Regions from separate parts of the Mus musculus genome. Here region 2 is linked to region 1. The links are chromatin contacts, called in public Hi-C maps. All regions are on one chromosome and are shown on one strand. The core of a region is the stretch at or near the end of the contact, and the rest is flanking DNA. Distances in the headings are between cores, read along the strand shown. Region 1 holds the start of Gpc6 (glypican 6). Region 2 overlaps Gpc6 (glypican 6).

Evidence for each region. Hi-C and Micro-C count contacts between places; a contact is called where the count stands out from the background.
Region 2: a Hi-C map of cortical neurons shows a contact between it and region 1, with 2.0 times the contacts expected there. The contact joins the enhancer-like site here to the promoter of Gpc6 in region 1. A contact is called at or near these places in 7 of 484 Hi-C or Micro-C datasets (the 3T3-L1 cell line, the N1E-115 cell line, cortical neurons and 3 more), 1 of 115 datasets of contacts at active chromatin or transcription factors (embryonic stem cells) and 2 of 9 other capture datasets (adipose tissue and liver).

The regions. Positions count from the first base shown.
Region 1 is chr14:116,921,643-116,926,855 of GRCm38.p6, forward strand. Gpc6 (glypican 6) reads left to right here and starts at 3,655. Exons shown (of 9, transcript NM_011821.3): 1 at 3,655-4,453. The coding sequence starts at 4,294.
Region 2 is chr14:117,039,896-117,044,427 of GRCm38.p6, forward strand. The region is part of intron 1 of Gpc6 (glypican 6); the gene reads left to right. Among named protein-coding and RNA genes, the nearest start is that of Gm41246, 45 kb to the right of the region's middle. Within about 2 kb of position 1,321, at least 2 of the 459 cell types and tissues checked have an H3K27ac peak or open chromatin away from gene starts, as enhancers often do. A contact at or near this core is called in cortical neurons, where this site is marked.

The DNA.
Region 1 (5,213 bases), core at 2,405-4,904:
TCTAATTTGTTCTCTTAGATTTGTCTCTTGCCTTCAATTTCTCTTGTTCAAGCTTTAGATTGGTGCCCGTGCTTATATTGTTTTCGTTGGAAAACGGCAGAAAAACCAAACACTAGTATTCCTAAACTGCAGGGTACTTATTGATTATGTAATAAGAGGTCCAGCGTCGGATTGGTGACTCAGATTGAAAAGCAGGAGCTTTGAGCATCTCCGCCCTTCTTCTCTGTTACCTCTGTGAGCAAGGCTGTGCTTCCCGTTCACATTTCAACCACCTAACTCTAAGGAGGCAAGAGGTGAGGGAAAAGACACACACACACACACACACACACACACACACACACACACACACACATATACACACACACATTAGTGTTACTATTACCGTGATGAAACACTGTAACGCTGTGACTAAAAGCAACTTGGGGAGGAAGTTTTTTCATTCCTGAAAGCATATGGGACAGGAACTGAAACAGGACAGGAACCTGGAGGCCGAAGATGATGCCGTGGACAAGGAACGGTTTTGTTCCCTGGCTTGCTTCCTAAGACTTGCTCAACAGTCTTTCTTAATGAACCCAGGACCAAGAGCCTGGCTATGGCACCATCCACAATGGTCTGGACCCTCTCCTATCAACCAGTAACAATGAAAAGGCCCTACAGGCTTGCCTACAGCCCCATCTTATGGAAGCATTTTCTCATTTGAAGTTCATTCCACTCAGATGATTAGCCTGTGTCAAGTTAACATAAAACTATCCAGCATGTTTTGTGTGTGTGTGTGTGTGTGTGTGTGTGTACATGCTTAAAGGGGGGGGGGGGGCCTGGATTCCATGGAGCTAGAGTTCCAGGTGGTTGTGATTCACTGGTTCATCTGATATGAGTGCTGAAACTAAGCTTGGATCTCTGAAAATTCAGTAAGCTCTCTCAAATAGTGAGCCATCTTCCTATATTTATCTTGCTTTTCAATCAGGAAAATATTTCTCAGAAATCTCATCTTAAATCACTTTAGTCAGAAATGGTTCCTCCACCCCCGCTCTACAGTATTTAATTGGACAGAAGAAGGATGGCCTGCAGTGACTTAGGTCAAAAGAGATTCTTTCCTTGGGCTGGACATGTTTCGCAAACACATTTCTCAGGGTGATTGACGGAGGATGCCTGATTGGCCTGCCACCCCTGGTTGCTGAAGACCAAGTTGTCTCACTAAGACTCAAAGTCTCTAAAGTTCTGTTTATATTTTGACCCCAAGGATTCTAAAAAACATCTGGGCTTAGAAAATGGATCGGAAACAGGAGTCTTAGTGGCCATAATCTGCGTTTCCAACAAGACCCGATGCCGGCATTTCAATAATCTTTTTTTTTTTTTTTTTTTTTTTTTGTCTATTGAACCAAACATTATATCATACAAATCCAGTCTTCAAAGCTTATCTTCACACACATTCTTCCCATTTCCCATCTCTCTAGCTTAAGCCTCAAATACCTAAAACTGGCACAATGATTCCAGTGTACCTTCTAGCCGCCTACTAAATCTCCTTTCTCTGTTTGCTTCCTCTGAATAATATTCTTCCATCTTCCTTTTCCTTACTCTGCCTGGTATAGACGTGGCAGCTGTCATTCAAGACCTTGGTCAACAGGTTTACCTAAGTCATAGATACTCTCTTATTCTCAACGGATTTCTATCACATCCCCTTCCCATTGCCATGCCTCATCAAGCTGTGGCCTCAGGTAGAATCCTGGCCTCATTCCTTTAACACCACTTCGAACAATGCCGTATTACACAATATGTGGGCTAGGCAAATGACCTAAGTCCTTGCTCTGACTAAAGTTCACAAAACAGCCCCAAACTTGTTGACCCTTCCAGTAGAATTAAGCTCATCTCTTTATGCTTGCTGAATCTGGTAATATTCTGTGTGTTAGCCTTCTTACAAGTCTACAGTGGCAACAGCTACTGACTTATAGGAGTATGGAGTGCTCGTCAAATATAAGAGGATTAGCCAAACTTCAGGTAATCATCATGACCCACCTCACTCAATGGCCTTTTTGATGCATATGTGTTTGCCAGTGTACACAACCTTTGGTGTGTGCTCAGAATTGCTATCTACCTTCTTGAAAGTGTGTGTGTGTGCGTGTGTGTGTGTGTGTGTGTGTGTGTGTGTGTGTGTGTGTGTGTGTATGTGTTTCCAGAGGCCAGAGGGGTCAGATATCTCTGGAACTGGAATTACAGGAGTTTGTTTGTGAGCCATATTGTTGGGGAGCTGAGAATCAAACTCTTGTCCTCTCAAGAACAACATGTGATCTTAACTGCTGAGCCATCTATCCCTTCAGCCCCCTGACTACCTCCTTGGAGACTGACTGCAAATGGCTTAAAGCTCCTCAACTAGACTAGACTTCTTTCTGTTCCCTGAGCGCTAGCATTTTGTATGAACTTTTGAAGATGCGACAAGCAAGCACTCTATCACTCTATAAGGAGGATGACGGGCTAAAGAGGAGTTCTTGGAAAAGAAGATGTGCTGAACAATTCCGACAGTAACGAAGGTGCCTAGGATAGAGGCAAATGCAAGGATTTAGGCTCCAGGAGTCGCTCTGGTCACCAGTCATCAGGAAACCAGCATCCTGCAGATTTATACTTCAGTACTACAGAACTAGGCCTGACCCTGTACTGACTTCTCAGGAACTGGGAGACCAGTGTCCACAAGGCCTCACTACTGGATAGCATTTCTTTTCTTCTTTTTCTGATTGGTTAGTTTCAGGAGCTGTGGGTTTCAGGGCAGACTTAAGTATATTTGATCTCTGTGCTCATTAGCGTGAAGAAAGGCTCAGGAAGTTGGTTAAACCCGAATTTTCACTTGCATCCCATTTCACAGACTTCTGAGAACTTGGGAGAAAATGTTAAGGTTATAGTGTTTGAGAGAATCTGATGAGAGAAGATTACAACACCTTGTCCCTCCTGGGGTCCTGTTTCTTGCATGGCCAGCAGCCATTGTTTTATCTTCACATGCCCTAAGCCTAGTGATTTAAGAATCCAGTGTTTTGTAGGTGGAACCTCTCTCTCTCTCTCTCTCTCTCTCTCTCTCTCTCTCTCTCTCTCTCTCTCCTTCCCTCTTTGTGTGTATGTGTGTGTGTGTGTGTGTGTGTGAGAGAGAGAGAGAGAGAGAGAGAGAGAGAGCCGACAGGAGAGGAGTAAAGACCTATGGCCCTCTATCTGTTCTTAGGAAAAAACAAAACAAAACAAAACATTAAGATGAGCCGAAAGCAGCTACCACCTAGAGAGGTGGCTTTGGCCCCGTTCCTAGGTTTCTTTTCTGCTCATTTCTTCCCTGGCTTTGTGTTAGGTACACTGGGGCAAGAGCAACAATTGGAAATGCAATATTCTTTATCTCCAGAAAAATATAGCGTGATAACATTTACTCTCCTCAAACACTTTGTCTTTTTTGGTGGTTTGTTTATATCAGGAAAGGGAACATCTCGGAAGTGTGTGGAGGCCATAAAGTGATTGAGAAAATAGGGACCTTTTGCTGGTAATCTTTCCCCTCCTGCCTAGTGGCTCGCGATCCATTCCAGGTTTTGCGGCCGACTCTGCCTCTGAATTTCGGCTGTGCACTGGGTAGCACGTTTCTCCCTCTCTCCCTCCCCTCCTTTCTCCTTCCCTCTTGCCTCCTGTGTCAGTCTCCAGGATTTTCTCTCTTCCCATTTCAAGAAGACTCTCACTGGCTCCCTCAGTCTATGTGAAGCTGAGGTTTCCCCTCGATCCCGTACATCTCCATCACATACCTCCACGCACACACCTCCCCGAGAGCCCCGCGTTCACACCCACAAACACGCGCGCTCACACTCGCGCCGGCCTGTCCATCTCCCTCGGGGTGGGGGGAGCCGGCGCGCGGTCCCACCTTCGTCGCGCACACTGGATAGGCGAGCTCGCAGCGCTCCACGACTCTGCGGCTCGGAACTCGGACCGCAGGGCTGAACACCCCTACTGTGGTGTTTAAAAAAAAAAAAAGACATTTCTTTGCCTTTTCCTCTTTTCTCCTCTTTCTCCAACGATTTTCTACCGGAGTGGCTAGCGGAGCCGGCAGCCTTCCCAAGGCAGCCCTGGTTGGCTTGCCATCCTCCATCTGGCTTATAAAAGTTTGCTGAGTGCAGTCCAGAGGTCTGCGCGGCTCGTCCCCTCGGCTGGCGGAAGGGGGTGACGCTGGGCAGCGGCTAAGGAGCGCGCCGCAGGCTCTGGCGGGCTTTCGGCTCGAGGGGCAAGGTGAAGAGCGCACAGGGAGCTGGGGGCTGCCGAGGTGGACTTGCATGTTGCACCATGCCTTCTTGGATCCGGGCTGTGATTCTTCCTCTCTCCGGGCTGCTGCTGACCCTCCCGGCCGCGGCGGACGTGAAGGCTCGGAGCTGCAGCGAGGTCCGTCAGGCTTACGGTGCCAAGGGATTCAGCCTGGCGGACATCCCCTACCAGGAGATCGCAGGTAAGCGTGGGCCCCGGGCCCGCTGCAGCCCCGAGAGGCGGCGGGGCGCCCTCTCCCTACCCCCTGTTGCTCAGTTGGTGCTCACTTTCTGCGGGTACCTCCCAGGGACCCCGCGTCCCTGCATCCAGGCGGCGGAGGCTGATCCCGTTTTTCGGGCGGGAGGAAGGTGTGCGTGCCCGCCGCCTCATTGTGTGCACACGCGGGAGCACCCTCGTCCCTCGCCCCTCTCTCCCTGCATTTGCTCCCGCGCCCTGCTACCTCCGTGGCTGGCCTAGAGCCTGGCCCGGCCGCTGGAGCAAAGGACGGTGGAGTGAGGACGGCTAGCGGAGGCAGAAAGCGGAGCCGGGCGCCCATAGCATCCCCCTCGCTGGGGCAAACTTGGGAGAACTGCGGCCGCAGTTTGCTCAGCGCCACCGTCTGAGTGGCGCCTTCTCCACTCCCGCCTTCGCGCCGGCGGGGGCGGTGGAGAGACGCGGAGATTCCCCTACTCAAGCTCTCTGCTCTCCAGGTCCTTTCCAGGGACTGGGCGCCCGGCTCCTGGGCTGGGGACGGGCCACTAAGGGGACCCATTGCTCGGGTCTCTAGGATCTGCACGTTGGAGTCCCGAGGCAGTTGGAGGAGGTGTCTTAGTACTCTGTCTGCTTCAGATTTGGGGCGGACTTTCCCATTAGGGTGCCCCAGTGCTTCCCGGACTGCGGTTGGTCACTCGGGCTGAGGAGACAACCGGGCCACCCGGCGTGGCGCCGGGTCCCGAGCATGG
Region 2 (4,532 bases), core at 71-2,570, 120 kb after region 1:
CAATTGTGATAAAAACTGCATGGTACTGGTATAGAGACAGACCAGTAGACCAATGGAATAGAATTGAAGACCCAGAAATGAACCCACACACCTATGGTCACTTGATCTTCGACAAGGGAGCTAAAACCATCCAGTGGAAGAAAGACAGCATTTTCAACAATTGGTGCTGGCACAACTGGTTGTTATCATGTAGAAGAATGCGAATCGATCCATACTTATCTCCTTGTACTAAGGTCAAATCTAAGTGGATCAAGGAACTTCACATAAAACCAGAGACACTGAAACTTATAGAGGAGAAAGTGGGGAAAAGCCTTGAAGATATGGGCACAGGGGAAAAATTCCTGAACAGAACAGCAATGGCATGTGCTGTAAGATCGAGAATTGACAAATGGGACCTAATGAAACTCCAAAGTTTCTGCAAGGCAAAAGACACCGTCAATAAGACAAAAAGACCACCAACAGATTGGGAAAGGATCTTTACCTATCCTAAATCAGATAGGGGACTAATATCCAACATATATAAAGAAAGTTTTAGCAATCTTAAGGGAGGCAGAAATCACCTTCTCCTGGAAGAGCCAGCAGTTCATGTTGGGCCTTTTCAGCTTCACTCTTACATGGCAGTCTCTGCAGACCTCGAGTCCCTGTTAATGTTTCATTCTTTAGAAGGCTGGAGAAGCAATGGGCAGAAGGTGATGAAAACAACATGTCTAATATGTAGGCATGGGGCTATGCTTGCAATCACTGTTGGGACTTCAGGCAAGCCAGTGAACACCTCTGTATCTCACTTAAGCACAGAGCAAATGTTATGCCTGGATATTCATTTTGGTGGTTTCCAATGCAGTCATATAAGGTCTATCTACTCGTTGCAAAACCTTGGTAAGCACACATAGGTCTAACTGAAGAGACTTTTTAAAGCCTTCCTATCTTGCATTTAGAAAAAATATGAATTAGCCTTTATTACACAAGTCAATAATTTGTGTAGATGTGGCTTCTATTAGAGGAACCTGACTGCAGAAGGAACTTGAGAAAATCAGGGATGTTATTGTTGGTAAGATGGGAACAGTCTATTAGCCTGTTGCTGAGAGGATACCAATAGAAAGTAGATGATGAGAAAATCATTTTTGAAGGACACACTAAATGGTGCCTTGCATTTCTCTATAGCTTTGTTAAACCAGACAGATGGGTGGCTATAAACAAAATATCTTTCTATTCCCTTCTGAGACATATGCAGTGTTGTCCTTCCTTCAGCATTGCCATGGAGCTCTGTGTAATTAGCTACAGAATGTTAGCCAGCCGCCCTGCTGCATGCATCTCGGCTTCTCCCTCTGTGGTATATAACAGTACAGACGTGACATTAAGCCTACCAGACAATGGTGTTCCAACAGCATGGAACCACGCGGACCCAGCTGTTTCTACTGGTGATTCTGTCTCTCACTAGAGGAAGCTTTGGGGGTGGATGTAATGAATGGACAGAATTCTGCTTACTTTTAATGAACCCCAAGTTAATGTTTTAGTCCCTTTCGGTCCATTTAAATGCAAAGGAATACATTCCAGATTATACTGAAATAAAGACACCAAAACACAACCTCTTCTCACTGTGAGCCTCTGCTTGCAGAATTAATAGCCTCTTAGTAGGGAGTGCTTGACATCTTTGTTAAACTCTAAACATGGAATTATTCAGAGGCCAGTTTACATTAGCTTTTATTTTGGCATTTTCTTCTCCTGGTAACTAAAATACAAACAAACTAAGAAAGAAAATGAGTGATAATTTACATACACCACCATCCTCAAGAAATAGCACAGGAAGCCCTGTGAGATGGATGTGTGTGTGTTGAACCTGTGAGACTCTCACCATCTATTTTTCTCAAATTGGTGTGTCATCTTTCATAATAATCAGGACCAAAAATGCAGTTAGAATGATAGAGAATCGGTGATCAAAAAGTGAGTTGCTCCATTTGTGGAATGTCACTCATGGGTTTGTGGTCAAGGTGGGACACCTGGTGTAGGAGAACCCATTAGTGTCCTTGTCCCCAGAGAAGATAATTTCTCCCACTCTCAATATTCCTTAGTTGCCTATAGTTCCTTATATGGGTTCGATCGAGGCATCCTAGACTCTCTTCTTCTTTATGAATAGTCATGTCACAGTAATTAATGAGAAACAGAGGACATGAATGAAAGAAGCAGGGAAAGATATATGGGAGGGCTTAGAGAGGACAAAGCCCGGGATAGGGGGAGATGGACAAATGATGTAATTATTGTCTCAAATGAAAAAGTAGGCTGGAGGAACAATTATAATTCCATAGTTAAGTCTGTGGCCAGTTTCCTGTGTTTCTCATTACATGGTATTAAGCAAATAAAACATTTGTCTTTATTCTCTATTCATTTATTTATTTTTTTTAAATATAACCCAAGGACAACTCAGAACCATTCATATTTTGTAGAACAGAATTTAGCAATTGAATGAGCATCTAAAAGTCCAAGATATGTCCTGTGACTTCAGGATACCTCAGGTACAATTGCCACCCACAGGAAGCTTTTACTCTGGTGACCTAATGAAGAAGGTGGAATTGAGGTTGCTACCAGAACCCCTTAGGACAGCCTAATAAAACTCAGAAATCAATGCCCTTAAAGATCTCTGTACTGGTTTCAGTAAAAACTCAGGCATTTGGAACATGGGAGTTGAGCTAGAAAATCTCTACAGTGCATCTGTTTATCCCAATCGATTCTTTGTCTTGGGATATTTTGGGATTATAGGGTAGATGTGAGAAGAAAACTGACCTTAAGAAGCCTGGCCAAGAACATTTTCTGTGATCAATTAATTTTACAGTTGTGCAACAAGAGAAGATAACAAGAACATGGCCATTTATGAAACTGCTACTTAAGGAGTTTATCTGAAATCATGTTCTAATACTGGAAGTCAGTTCTCCACGTTCATGTTTTGAATGGTAATACATAAATAGCCACAGAAAGGATGCATAGAGAGAAGATAAAGACAGGCCAGAGGGATCTTGGCTTAAGTACTAATGGGACTTTGTTGACATTTGGAAATCTGGTGCCACAGCCACTCAATAATGCAACTTCCCCCAGTCTCCCTTTTTTTTGAATATTAGGTTGTATACATGTGGGTAAGCAGTGAGATGAAAATATTATATAAATACTGTAATTTTCAAACCTATCTTCTTTCTAAGTTAAATACAATCCTTGTGGTCACCCTTTCTGTTTCACTGTTGTTATATTTAGTAAAACATAAACCCTCATTTGAGTCTTTCTTTGCAGAAAAATGATTCTTTTATTCAAAATGAGCCTGTGTTCACAGACAAGAATTACATCATGATGTGTCTGGTCCTTGATTTTTTTTTTAAAGCTCCAATCATCGTATGTTTGAGGAGTATAGTAGATCTCAATCAGTGATGATTTTGTCATTGATAAGCAATCAATTCTTCTATTAGACTGCCCCTTTAATAGCTCCCTCCCCCCTCCCTACATTCTTTGAAATCCATATTAACTCATGCTTCTTAAATTAAAGATAGCTCCTCTCTAATATGGCATCAGAGCTACTTAATTATTCATGAATTATTATTTTCCTGATTATTTTTCTAACTCGGATGTAAATGACATTAAAAGTCTAAACTATTTTTGGAACTTATAAGAGCAAACAAAAAGATGGCTCTAATCTAGGCGACCTGGAAGTTATTGTCTTTGTCTGTAGCAGTGTGACTATTGCACAGCTAGAAGAAACAGACACAGGATTCCAACAGCATGGAGCACTGTTTAAAGAACTGCTGTTTGCTGACATGCCCAGAGAGAGAAACTTTGTCCTCTCTGGTTGTCTTTAAATATCAAGTGATAGGACATGATTAGATATCAGGATGTGAATCTCTGAGTAGGTTGTAATCCTTTCACCCTTCCCCATACCACTCAGAACACACACACTGTGGGAATGGGGACTCACTATAATGCTCTCTGTTTTTCTGCCATGTTTGGGGCAGAATGGCTGGTCTTATCCTTCCCCCACCCCCCACAACAGATTAAAAGGCCCTATGCCCAAAGGCCATTCTTGTTGTACAACGTGTTCAACGTGGAAATGGCAGTTCTGTTCACTTATATTGTCCCTGTTTAGTGACAGCCTCCTGTTTCAGGTCATACTTAAAAACCTCCTCCCAGTTCACTTCGGAAGTCGTCTAAAATGGGAAAGATGGGAGAAATGCTTCTTATCTACTAATCAGGTCCCCGGAGCAAAAGGAAAATAGAGCTGATAAATGCAGACACCCTTCCTTTCATACTGGAGAGTAAATCTTACTATATTTATTTGGTTTGGGGCATTGAGCTGAGGGTGTGGTATTGGTAATCCAGTGGATTGCTTGTGATGGATGTGACAGTCCAAAAAGTAAGAGTAGAAACGTGAGACACACACAGCAGAACTGCGCAGAGCTAAAGAAGTGAGTCAAGAGCTTCCCAGAGATCTCGGTGCCAGGAGGGGATCACAGGCACGTAGGTGCTTCTAGGCCACACAACGTTTGGATGTTGCATCT